Linked DNA regions of Sus scrofa: region 2 is linked to region 1. A link is a contact called in public Hi-C data. All regions are on one chromosome and are shown on one strand. The core of a region is the stretch at or near the end of the contact, and the rest is flanking DNA. Distances in the headings are between cores, read along the strand shown. Region 1 holds the start of MAP2K1 (mitogen-activated protein kinase kinase 1). Region 2 holds the start of LCTL (lactase-like protein).

What was found. Hi-C and Micro-C count contacts between places; a contact is called where the count stands out from the background.
Region 2: a contact with region 1 is called in a Hi-C map of embryonic fibroblasts, with 4 times the contacts expected there. The contact joins the promoter of LCTL here to the promoter of MAP2K1 in region 1. A contact is called at or near these places in 1 of 5 promoter capture datasets (fetal liver) and 2 of 47 Hi-C or Micro-C datasets (both in embryonic fibroblasts).

Annotation. Positions count from the first base shown.
Region 1 is chr1:164,379,166-164,385,723 of Sscrofa11.1, reverse strand. It overlaps MAP2K1 (mitogen-activated protein kinase kinase 1), which reads right to left and starts at 3,832. Exons shown (of 10, transcript NM_001143716.1): 1 at 3,354-3,832. The coding sequence starts at 3,433.
Region 2 is chr1:164,537,176-164,543,733 of Sscrofa11.1, reverse strand. LCTL (lactase-like protein) reads left to right here and starts at 3,557. Exons shown (of 13, transcript XM_003121742.6): 1 at 3,557-3,733; 2 at 4,142-4,305; 3 at 4,915-5,002; 4 at 5,291-5,400. The coding sequence starts at 3,580.

The DNA.
Region 1 (6,558 bases), core at 2,583-5,082:
CAAAAAAAAAAAAAAAAAAAAAAATCAGGTGACATGAGAAAGAGGATCTACTTTAGCTTAGGTAGTCTGTGAACATCTCTGAGGAAATGACATCTACACAGAGAGGTGAAGATTGTTTCCTTCCTAGCTTGGGAAGAGGAAGGAATGATTCATTCCAGGCAAAGGGAACAGCATATGCAAGGCCCTGGAGGGAGAAGGGACCATCCCATGGAGGAAGTGAAAGAGGACCAATATAACATGTAATGGAAGAAAGGAGCAGCAGGAAATGTGGTTAAAGAGACTGGGGGTGGGGGCACAAAGCAGGTTCACTGCCCATGTAAAATGTATGTATTTTATTCTAACTGAAGTGAAACCATGAAAACATTTTAAACAGGGGAGTGATAAGAATTTATTTCATTCTAACATTTAGCACCCTTCAACACATTCCAAAACCTGTCAAAAAAATTTTTTTGCATTCTTTTTCTTCAAGGACCCCCAAGAATTTGCATAGATTTCAGATCCCATATAACCCAGCGCTAGCTGAACCGGGTAAGCGCTATGTTAGAGACCAGTCCCACAGAACCACAGAGAAGCAACCTTGCCAATCTGGTACCAAGAGCTCTTTAATGTCAATGGATTTTTTTTCCTTTATTTACACTATATGATAATGTTCAAAACTATGCCCTGGTCTAATCACAGAAATCATGAGTAAATCATCTTTGCTTTTTGAAAAAGGTGAAAGATGTAGATATGTACAGCTTCCCCCCCACAAGTGGTCAGAAAACTTAGGGGAACAGTGCCTATTTGTCCCTGACAGCCCACACAAAGATACACAGCAATGAGTCATGGAGGAAGATGCAGATGGCACAGAAAACTGAACAAAGGAGAGTCATTTATCCAGAAGTTAATCACCTTAACACCACCATGACTAGAAATTACCTTCTGGTTTCCTTCAGCCTTCTCAATATTTAGCCAGTAATAAAGGTACCAACAACTAACATTCATGGAAGGTTTATTATTATTAGCTCATTTAATCTCACAACTATGGAGTTCCTGTCCTGCCTCAGTGGTAATGAACCCAATTAGTATCCATGAGGACACGGGTTCGATCCCTGGTCTCGCTCAGCGGGTTAAGGATCCGGCATTGCCGTGAGCTGCAGTGTAGGTCGCAGATGTGGCTCGGATCCCGAGGTGCTGTGGTGCAGGCCAACAGCTATAGCTCCAACTGGACCCCCAGCCTGGGAACATCCACATGCCATAAGTTTGGCCCTAAAAAGACAAAAAAAAAAAAAAAAAAAAAAAAAAAACCTTGACAACTACTCTAAATAGGTTCTATAATCAGACCCATTTTCACAGATGAAGAAACTAAACCTAAGCCTTAGAGAGACTAAGAGACTTGTCCCAGGTCACAAAACCCCAAGTAATAGAGCCCAGTTTCAAACTTAGCCTGACCCCAGAGCCCAACCTCTAACCACTGTTTAGAATCTCTCAGTCCCACCCAAACTCCAGGGTAGTTTCTTCTTTTCCTCCCTATACTGTTTTCTTATAATGAAACTCCTTCCCTTTGCAAGAACACAGCAATGGTGTCACAATTAACAACAGAATGACCATAGGTATTTCCACTTCGTACCCTCCTCCAAATCAAAAGGGAGCAGGATGATCAGGCCACGACATTCAGTGAGAATCAACCTTGGTCAAAACTTGTCCTGGCCTAAAAAAAAAAAAAAAAACCAAAAAACCAAAAAAACAAAAAAAAAAAGGAGTTCCCGTCGTGGCGCAGTGGTTAACGAATCCGACTAGGAACCATGAGGTTGCGGGTTCGGTCCCTGCCCTTGCTCAGTAGGTTAATGATCCGGCATTGCCATGAGCTGTGGTGTAGGTTGCAGACGCGGCTCGGATCCCGAGTTGCTGTGGCTCCGGCATAGGCTGGCGGCTGCAGCTCCGATTCGACCCCTAGCCTGGGAAACTCCATATGCCACGGGAGCGGCCCAAGAAATAGCAAAAAGACCAAAAAAAAAACCAAAAAAACAAAAAAAAAACTTGTCCTGGCCTGCCCTGTCCTGGAGGCCTTTCACACTATTTTAAGGGGATAAAACTCTGTACACTAAAATTGAATGTTTGCAAAGTAATCCACAGACCTGTACAAGTTAATATCATGCAAAACAGACACTACAATAGTGAAAGGAGTTTGTTGAGAACATGTCTGAGGAATGCAGTTGAGCTCCCACCACAGGTCTGTCCACCACTGGCCCTGTGGTCATCATAAGGACAGAAAGAGTCACCAAGTCCCCAGGCTATTAAAATCTAGAGAGACAAAGGAAGGTTACAGAAATCACCAAAGGGCAGAAGGTTCAGGCCTAATCTATTCATTTTATTAGTTAGCTTTCTCAGTCTTCAGTCTGCAGGTAAGAGATTAAGAACTAAATCTTTTCTGGTATTTCTCCAGCTCACCAAGTCTTTCTTCCTCATACAATCCTGTCCCTTACCCAGGACGAAAAGCAGATGTAGGAACTTGGAAACAGCAATGAAACAGTTTCATCACTGTCTAATGAAATAAAGTGCTGGTTTGTGGGCAACACTGGAAGCTGCAGAAATGGAGCACCTTATGTGTGATTTCCAAGGCCAAGGTGTCAGGCCTCAGGTCAGAAATTTAGGGATCATGGTCAAATAAAAAACCCCAGGAGACACTAATGAAAAGCGATTTGATGAATGAGTGAATGAATGGTCAGAAGAAGAAAAAGAAAAGCCGCTCCCTTAGAGACAAGAGGGTTTCCAGGAAGGCCAAGGAATGGGAGCCCCCAAAGTCGACAAGGGAGAAGCCACGGGAATATCAGTGTACACACGCCCCCCCCCCCCCCCGGGCCAGGCGGTAGCCGCAGCGAGGCAATCCTAGGCCACAGGTGTCAGGTAAGAAGGTGAGGGCTGCTAGCCGGTCCCAACTCCACACTCTACAAACTGAGCTGGTCTCAAAGACGCAGATGTGATCTTAATTACTCCAAGACATCTGCTCCCTTCTCCTCGTTACAGGCCAAAATCCCGGAGGATCTGGGGAAAACAGCTGGGGACGGGCGGGCAATGAACCAGTTTTTAATCTTTAAGGGAGAAGAGGAAAATGATCAGAAGTCAGGGATGACTGAAAGGGTCGGGAAAGGGGTGGGGATGGGCGGGGGGGGGGGGAGATCGACACTCCTTGGGTCCACTGACCGGTCTGAATCAGGAGCACAATCAGTGCTTAGTCACCTCGGCGGCGGGGAGTTCCTCGAGCCCGACAGCCCGAGACGTACGTGACGACTCGAGAGGAGCCCCGCGCGCCGCACGCACCCGACTCCGCTCTTGCGCCCCGGCCCGGGCCACCTCAGCACCCCCAGACTTACTCCGCCGAGCTGGTCCCGTTAACCGCGGAGCCGTCGGGGGCCGGGTTCAGCTGGATGGGCGTCGGCTTCTTCTTGGGCATTTTGGACCGAGCGAAAGCGCTTCCAACTCCGCGGGGAGGGCGGCCCCTCTTGTTTCCTCCCTCTGAGCTGCCCGGCGCCCGGCGCGCGGGACCAAGTCAGGGCCACCGGCCCGGGGCTGCCTTCGGGGGGCGCGCTCCGCGCGGTCCTGTCGGCACCGAGGGGGCCGGTGGCGGTCTCGGGAGACCCCCCGCCTTACTCTCTTGGTGCACAGCAAACCGAAGGGCTTCCCCGCCGGCGCAGCTCCGCAGCCCGGGATTCCCTCCGACTCTACTGCAGTCAACCGGTCCCTCCCGCTCGAGGGGCGCCGCGGCGCGCGCACTACAGCCTTGTCCAGCTACAGCCGGGGAAAGTGCGCCGCCGCTACCGCCGCGTTCCAAGCGGGTCCGCGCAGCCGTCCCAGAGAGGGACTGGAGGGCGGGGGAGGGGCGGGGAAGGGGGAAGCCTCACCTCCCCACCCAGGAGGCTGCGTTTTCCACACACCCACTCGGCTCCGCCCCTATTACCTAGCCGACAGCCAATAGGAGCACTCCTCGGCAGCAGATGACGCGGAAATACGTCACGGGGGCGCGGCGCGTTAACCTGGGGGAGGGGTCCGGTGGTGGTTCAGCCGCGCCCTCTGCTGCCCAGAGGCACGCAGGTGGACCCATGGAGAAAAGAGGTCGTGAATCCTGGTTCCCACAGCTAGCAGAGAGGGGAGCTTGACCTGGTTGGTAGCGACACAGTCTCCTGCTCTGCGGTGATTATAGACCCCAGGCCGAGTCACGTTGACAGAGCTGAAGTAATAAAATGAATAAAGGAAAAGACCCGATTTTTGTTTCTAGAGGCAGCGTCGGAAATAGTCAATTTGTCTAGAGACTCCTTGCGCACAACAAACTGGCAAATAGATATACAGATACATATAAAACGGTAATACTACTAATCTGTTAACGAAGGTACAGGGAGATGGGTATTCAGTGGTGATGAGACTGTAAATTGGGGCAACCTTTTCTGAGAGCATGTTGGGAATATATTTTTAAAGTTTTAAAAACAAAAAAAGCTTTTTCAACCAAGATTTCCAGTTCTATAAAACTGAGGAAATAAGATATCAATAAAAAGCTTAAGATCAAAGGTGATTCAAATGACTGAAAGTACACATTGAATCCATCTCTTCCCCTTCGCCTTTCCTAAAGTTCTAAAAGCATTAGGTGTGCAAAACAATGCAAGCATCTGCACCTAGTGGCTCAGAGAAGCGTGTCAGCTGTTTGCAGTATATAGAGAATAAGGTTTCCTTTTCATTTTGTAGACTATTTGAAGTTTTATTATTGTTATTATTATTATATATAGCATATTCAATTTTAAACATTTTAAAAAATTGTTAAGATTAATATGAGAATGTAGGAGTTCCCTCTGTGACACAGTGGGTTAAGAAGCTGGATTTGATCCCCCGCCTGGTGCAGTGGGTTAAAGGATCCAGTGTTGCCACAGCTGTTTCATAGGTTAAAGGTGCAGCTCAAATTCAATCCCTGGCCAGAGAACTTCCATATGCCACCAGTGCAGCCATTTAAAAGATAAAAAAAAAAAAAAAAAGATGAGAATGTAAAATAGTGCAGATAATTGGAAAAATAGTCTGGCAGATCCTCAAACAGTTAAATATAGTTACAGCATGCCCCAGCAGTTCCACTCCTATGTGCTCAAGAGAAATGAAAAAATATATATCCATACAAAATTTGTACACAACTGTTTATGCAAACGTTATGGCAGCCTTAGTTATAACAGCCAAAAAGTGGAAACAGCCTTAGTTATAACAGCCAAAAAGTGGAAACAGCCCTTTCTTTCTTTCTTTCTTTCTTTCTTTCTTTCTTTCTTTTTTTTCTTTGTCTTTGCTTGCGGCATATGGAAGTTCCCATTCCCAGTTCCCAGGCCAGGGATCGAACCTGAGCTACAGCAGTGACCCAAGCAGCTGCAGTGACAATGCCAGATCTTTAACCCGCTGTGGCACAAGGGAAATCCTAGCAAAGGTTTCTTAAACAAGACACACACATTAAAAAACCCCACAAGTCGTAAAGGAAAAATATGATAAATTGGACTACATTACTGTTAATTACTTTCAACCTTCAAAAAGTGTAAAAAAGGGAGTTCCCGTCGTGGCACAGTGGTTAACGAATCCGACTAGGAACGATGAGGTTGTGGGTTCGGTCCCTGCCCTTGCTCAGGGGGTTAATGGTCCGGTATTGCCGTGAGCTGTGGTGTAGGTTGCAGATGCGGCTCGGATCCCGCGTTGCTGTGGCTCTGGCGTAGGCTGGCGGCTACAGCTCCAATTCCACCCCTAGCCTCGGAACCTCCATATGCCGCGGGAGCGGCCCAAAGAAATAGCAAAAAGACAAAAAAAAAAAAAAAGTGTAAAAAAGAGTTCCCTGGTGGTGCAGTGTTAAGGATCTGGTGTTGTCACTACTGTGCCTCGGGTCACTGCTGTGGCACAGGTTCAGGCCCTCTCCAGGCAAGTTCCACATGCCACTGATGTGACCAAAAAGAAAAAAAAAAGATAAAAAGGAGAGGAGACATTTGCAACACATATATTGGAAAAAGAAATCATATCTATAATATATGAAGAACTCCTACATGGGAGTTCCCATCGTGGCTCAGTGGCTAATGAATCCGACTAGGAACCATGAGGTTGCGGGTTCGATCCCTGGCCTTGCTCAGTGAATTAAGGATCTGGTGTTGCCGTGAGCTGTGGTGTAGGTCGCAGACTCAGCTTGGATCTGGCATTGCTGTGGCTCTGGCATAGACTGGCGGCTACACCTCCAATTCGACCCCTAGCCTGGGAACCTCCATATGCCATGGCTGTGGCCCTAGAAAAGACAAAAAAAAAAAAAAAATGGTAACATATTAACCAGAAGAAGATATGAAAAGATGCTGAACTTCTTTATCAGGAAAATGCAACTTAAAACCACAATGTGAGGAGTTCCCGTGGCACAATGGCTAGGAACCATGGGGTTGTGGGTTCAATCCCTGGCCTCGCTCAGTGGGTTGGGGATCTGGCTTGCAGTGAGCTGTGGTTTGGGTTGCAGATGCGGCTTGGATCCCGAGTTGCTGTGGCTCTGGCATAGGCTGGCGGCTACAGCTCCAATTGGACTCCTAACCT
Region 2 (6,558 bases), core at 2,308-4,807, 160 kb before region 1:
CCACAAACCCTTGAAATATCTTGAAAATTCCACTATGATTATTTATGCAGAACTCCTTCAGTCTTGTTCCAAAAAAAGGATTTGAGAACCAGCTTGTAGAGTTGTATATACTTCAGCAGGGTTTAAAAATAACAGGCAAGGAAATCAGGGAGAAGGGAGAGTAAGATGACATAGAAATGCATAACTCATGTTCTGTGCGTGTGCTGGAGGCAGGCCACAAACATATCAGAATTTCCAAGCAGCCAGAATTAAAAGGGAAAGAAGATGACATGGATTCCTGCTCCTGAGACCCATGGGAATTTCCCCTAAAAGTCCTCATAAAGATGCAGCATGACTCAGAGTTAAAAAGAAACAAATTCATGTTCCATATCTTAATAGCAGTCTGGTTACACGTGACTACATTTGTCAAAACTCACAGAACAGTGCATTTAAGATTTGTGCATTTCTCTGCAAGGAAACTACACCTCAAAAAAGAAAAGAATCATAACATAGTTACTAACATTCCTACCGAAGGGCTTAGCGGTGAAGTGAACTGACACCCTCAGCTTACTTTTTTTTAAATCTTTTTTTTTTTTTTTTTTGGCCACACTCTTGGCATGCGGAAGTTCCCAGGCCAGAGATTAAGCTACAGCAGTGACAACGCCGAATCCTTAACTGCTAGGCCACCAGGAAACTCCAACTCATAGCTTACTTTTTCATCAAAAAAGTAAGATGAATTCCTCGGTGGAGAGAGGAAAAGAGGGATAGACTGTGACAAAGCAAGTATAGTCTCAAAGGTGGGCACTCAGTATGGGCAATATAACTCAGCTTTTCCACGTGTTTGCCAATTTTTATAACAAAAGGTAAGGGCTTGGAGAAGTGAAATGGACGTTGGAAGTTACCATCAATACCCTGAAATAGCAGTTCTCATTCTAGACAGGGAGGCTGAGTCCTAGGGAGAGGAAGTTCCTGTGCCTAGACCCCACAGCCAGTTCCCGGTGATATGGAGGCAGGAATCTTTTTTCCTGAATGCCCCCATGTCCTTCCATGCCTGCCCCATCCATTCCCTCTGAAGGAGCCCAAGGTACAGAATGGGCTGAGCTGTGCTCCTGTGCCTGGGACCCATCAACACTTAGGGCAGAGGACCAGACCTTTTGCTTTTACCAAGTAAACTTCCTAAAAGTCACAAAGACTGGGCTCCAGCCTAGACCCCACAGAGGCTGCTGGCAGAGGGGCCCCCAACCCTGCAGCACTTTGCAAGGAGGGAAGAGGAGGAAGCTCAGAGGCTCACCCTCACAACTGCTCTTCAGCCAGGCCTGGGCCCCAGGGACTTCAGACATGGCTCTTCCCTGACCAAAGGGAGGGTTCTGCCAGTTGCTCCAAGCCTCCAGCCAGACCCAAGCAGTCCTGGAGTGGGATGGGGTTGGGAGGAATGGGGGGTGGGGAGGGGTCACCCAGCTGTAAGGCCTGTGTCCTTCCAGCTTGGACCCTATGGAGGAGAATGGGGATCAGACGGTGGAGGCCGGGTCTGCAGACAGACCCCAAGCGGCCCTGACCACGCCAGGCTGACCAGCACCCTGCCCCCAACACAAACACTAGGCCCCTGGCTCTGTGGGAAGGGGGCATTTTTCTCAGATGAGATCAGCTCTTAAAGTTTTACGTTTCCTGCCAACCTGAGCCTGGTAGCAGGATGCCCAAGGCCCACGGGCCTGGCGAGGCAGGCAGGAGCACCAGTGCAAAGAGAGCACTCTGGGTCTTGGACACTCACAGCAGTCCACCCATAGAAGAGAGGGCCAGGAGGGCGGCTGTCCAGTGGCCCATTCACCTGAGGACACGGCCCTACCTGGTCACTGCCAGAGAAAAGAAGATACCAAGTTTCCAGGTCCACAAATACACCTCAGGGCATTTGCTCCTGCTGTTCTGTCTGTTCCCATACCTCCCTGCTCCACACCATCTGGCAAATGCCACCACATCCTTCGAGCATCCTGTCCAATGTCCCCTCCCTATGAAGCCAGCCCCACCTCCCTGAGCCTCTACAGTGTCTTGACCCTCCTTCCATTAGTGCTGATCACTGGCAGTGTTTAAAACCCTCTCCTGCCGTGAGCTGTGGTGTAGGTTGCAGACGTGGCTTGGATCCTGCGTTGCTGTGGCTCTGGCGTAGGCCGGTGGCTACAGTTCCGAATCGACCCCTAGCCTGGGAACCTCCATATGCCGCGGGAGCGGCCCAAGAAATAGCTAAAAAGACAAAAACAAAAAAAACAAAAAACAAAAAAAACCCCACAAAAAAACCCTCTCCTGATTGCCTCCCTCCCCCACCAGACCCTGAGCCCCTAGGGGCTCAGACCAAGTCCCATTTCACTCTGGCAGGAAGAAATTAACCACGAAAGGGTAAGACCTCCCCACTTAAGGAGCCACAGGTGGGCTGGAGGTTGAGGGAGATGAAGAGGGCTGCAACGGTGGAGGCAGGGAAGAGGTTAGGGCACTGTAGTGTAGGGAGCACAGTTGGGGGACCTTGGCAGCCTCAGTGCAGAACAGGAGGTGTTGAGCCTCCAGGAAGGGTACATTCTAGCAGGCAGTCATGACTGAATGAGAGAAGGAATGAATGACAGGTCCAGAGTGAGATGGGTGAGGTGGGAAAACCAAATTTACCTTCTGCAGTGAATTTTCTCCAGCAGCAATGAGTAAACACAGAACCAGATGTCCATACTGCTCCCCGCCCCCGACACCCACCCCGAGTTTTGCAAGCTAAGGTGTGCTGAAGATGGCACATCAGGCCCAGAAGGGGCCGGGGATTGGGTTGCTCCCCCCTCTACCCCAGGATGGTCTGACTGGATGCCCCGGGCCCAGGGCCAGGCTACATGGCTGCTGACTCAGGCCCCGCTGGCCAGCTCAGCATTCCTGCCCTCCCCGCTGAATTGGGGCTATTGAAGCTCTTTGTAGGGGGGTTAGGCCACTAGTCACGCCCCCAACCAGAGCCTTCGCTGTGCTGAGGGCTCTGCTCTGGGAGGTGGGGGGGACAATGCGGCCCCTAGGGGGTCAGTCTGAGAGTGCTCTGGCCACCAGCTGCTATTCCGGGGGTGTCTGGGACCGAGGACAATCCTGGGTAAGCTGGCCAGGTTGGCATCAGAGAGGGGAGCCAGGGGAAGGGAACTGCCCTGACCCTGCTTGTCCCCCCTGGCTTGGGGGTGGGGGTCTGTCTCTCTGCATAGGCTACAGTGTGTAGGTGAGGGTGCTGCAGATTGTCCTGCCTCCCCCGTCAGACTGGAGCTTCCCTAAGGCGGAGTGGTTTCCCCATTAGATTGGGGGCATCACAGGGTACAGACTAGGTCTCCCCCATCATGCAAGGACCAGGAGTGGTTTGAAGCCTTGCCCATCAGACCCAGAGCTCCCCAAACCCAGGCATTAGTGCTTAACTTGGGAATTGTATCTGGAGCCCCTCAGCCTGAGCTGGGGGTCCCAGCAGAGCCATGGACCAGCTGTCCCCAGAAGAGCCAACACTTCTCTAGATAAAATGTCCCCACCCCTGCCCACCTCCTCCCTTTCTGCCCCTGTCTCCAAGCCAGGATCTGCGCTCCAATCCCAGGCTGCTTGGTCCTGTCAATGTGCTTTTTCAGGTATGGGGGAGGGCCGGGTGCCATGAAGCCAGTGTGGGTTGTCACTGTTTGGTGGGCACTATTGCGGGCATCCACGCTGGGGGCCACCAGGAAGGGATCCCCAGAAGAGGCCTCCTTCTACTATGGAAACTTCCCACTTGGTATGTGTACTCCTGTGTTGGGTTGTCTGTCTGTCTGTCAGCTTGCCCACCTTAACTGGCTTGCAAAGGAGGTTGGTGTTTTAGCTTCCTTACAGGCAGGACGAGGGAAATAACTCCATGCAGTTGTTCTAAAATAAAAGAGGTTCTTCACGGATTTTTTTTTTTTTTTTTTTAAGTATAGAGATAGTAAATGCTAATCAGAGCTAAAATGGTACAGATAAATGCTTTTACTGTATGATGTCTTTCCTCACCCTACAACCCTGCCACACATCCTCCCACTCCGAGGGAGAAGGCCAGGCTGTGGGGGACAGGGCCTGCCTGGTGGTCCAGGAAGAACAGCCCAGGGTCCTAGTTCTGGGTGGGGAGTGGGAGGGGGCTCAGGGCCCAGCCTGGGGTCTCCACTCGCAGGCTTCTCCTGGGGCGTGGGCAGTTCTGCCTTCCAGACTGAGGGTGCCTGGGACCAGGACGGGAAAGGGCCCAGTATCTGGGACGCCTTCACACACAGCAGGAAGGGGAATGTGCTTGGGGACGAGACAGCAGATGTGGCCTGTAACAGCTACTACAAGGTCCAGGTGAGTGATGGGTATACATGTGTATGATTGAACATCAACTAAGAGTTAGGAAGTGACCTACTGAAGGATCCCAGGTGACAACCAAGTACTCTGCTAAACACTCCTGACCCTGAATCAGCCCAGAAGGGAGGGGCTGGTGATGACCAGGGCTTCAGGTGGGGGTGGGGGTATCAGGGTGTGGGAAGGTGGATTGTAGGAGGAAGGGGAATCAGGGCCTCACCTGAGCCAGTGCTTTAGTCCAAGTGATGGGCAATTGAAGGGTTGAGGCTGTGACCTTAGGTCCTACAGGCCACAGTGGCCTTAACCCCGGCCCCTGCATGGGAATAAGCACCCTGTGGAGAGCATGGGACCAGCTCATCCTCAGTTCCTCTGCTTAGCACCTGCTTTCCTCTCTGGCTTGGGGATCCATCACCCAAGTTTATTAGGAACACCCTGATGGATTTCTCAAAGCACCCCCATATCCTATATTTTACTTGACTCCTGGCATAGTCCCAGGAGGAATTGAGGGCAGACAGCATCCCACTTGGGGTGTAAACAAAGAATATGGACAGGAGGGAGCCTTGACCAGGCCCAGCTGACCCTGCACTGCACCTGCCCCCATCTGCACAGGAGGACATTGCCCTGCTGAGGGAGCTGCACGTCAGCCACTACCGCTTCTCCCTGTCCTGGCCCCGGCTCCTGCCCACGGGCATCCGAGGTGAGCTGGGCCACCCTTCTCCAGCCCAGGTGGGGCCCTTTTTGGCCATGTTGGCTTTGGGACATGTCTAGGGTGGGGAGAGAGCCCTTGAGCATGGTTTTCCCAGCAGCATCTCTCATGGGTTCTACAGGTAGCTGGGCTCTCAGGGGTAGATTTCCCACTGTCCGAGACCCGCTGGGGTGACATGCCTTCGCGCCTGTGAAAAGCCACAGGGCCCAAGAATACTGCACTTCAGAAGGTCAAGGCCAAGGCCCTTTCTTGTCAAGTCCCCTTTTATTTTACCTTTAGCTGACCAGGTGAACAAGAAGGGGATCCAATTCTACAGTGACTTCATTGACGCCCTTCTGAAAAGCAACATCACCCCTGTTGTGACCTTGCACCACTGGGATCTCCCTCAGGTGAGGCTGTGCAGGCTTAGTGGCCCAAGGGAGAAGCTCAGCTCAGCAGGAAGGAACCTGATCTAGGTACCCGGGGTTGCCAAGGTGGGACAAAGGATGGGGACTGTGCTCTAACTTGAGAAAGATGACAGGGAGTGAAGAAGAAATGTCTCTACTCACCCACAGCACGGAGGTCACACTGGTTGAAATGATGTTTGTTATAAGTGATAAGCATGAGTTTTGATGTTTTCTAAAACATTAGGCCTAGAAATAACAAGTCAAAATATAAAGGAATTTGGAGTTCCCATTGTGGCACAGTGGAAATGAATCTGACTAGGAACCATGAGGTTGGGTGTTCAATCCCTGGCCTTGTTCAGTGGGTTAAGGATCTGGTGTTGCTATGAGCTGTGGTGTAGGTTGCAGCCCTGGCTCAGATCCTGTGCTGCTGTGGCTGTGTGCAGGCCAGCAGCTGTAGCTCCCATTCACCCCTAGCCTGGGAACTTCTACATGCCATGGGTGCACCCCTAAAAAAAGAAAAAATATATATAAAGGAATTTTCTGGTGCCTCAGTGGGTTAAGGATCCAATGTTGTCACTGCTGTGGCTCTGGTAGCTGCTATAGCTTGGGTTTGCTCCCTAGCTGGGAACTTCTGCAGGCCTCAGGTGCTACCAAAAAAAAAAAAATACTTGAAACAAACTATAAAGAAAGCAGCATCTTCTGAGCAAGAGTTGATGGGATAATAAGTTTGTTAGCCTTTTTCTCCCAGTTTGTTTGAGCGAGCACCTATGTGCTCATAAATGAGCACCACTCAAGCAATTTCTGTAAAGTTTCAACACGCTTATGAACATCACTATTCAAGAAATTTTTTGATTCATTCCACGAGGCTCCACGGAGATCATGGCCCAGCTGGCAGAGGAGCTGTTTAGTAACTACACCATAGCCACAGCAACATCATGGGATCTGAGCCGCATCTATGACCTATACCACAGCTCACAGCAACGCGAGATCCTTTAACCCACTGAATAAGGCCAGGGATCGAACCCACATCCTCATGGATACTAGTCATGTTCTTAACCCGCTGAGCCACAATGGGAAGTCCAGAACCCACTGTCATGACAGAGGCTTCTAGGAAGTTCCTGACCTTTGCATGGCCCTTAAAAAATCCTAATTAGAGCTTCC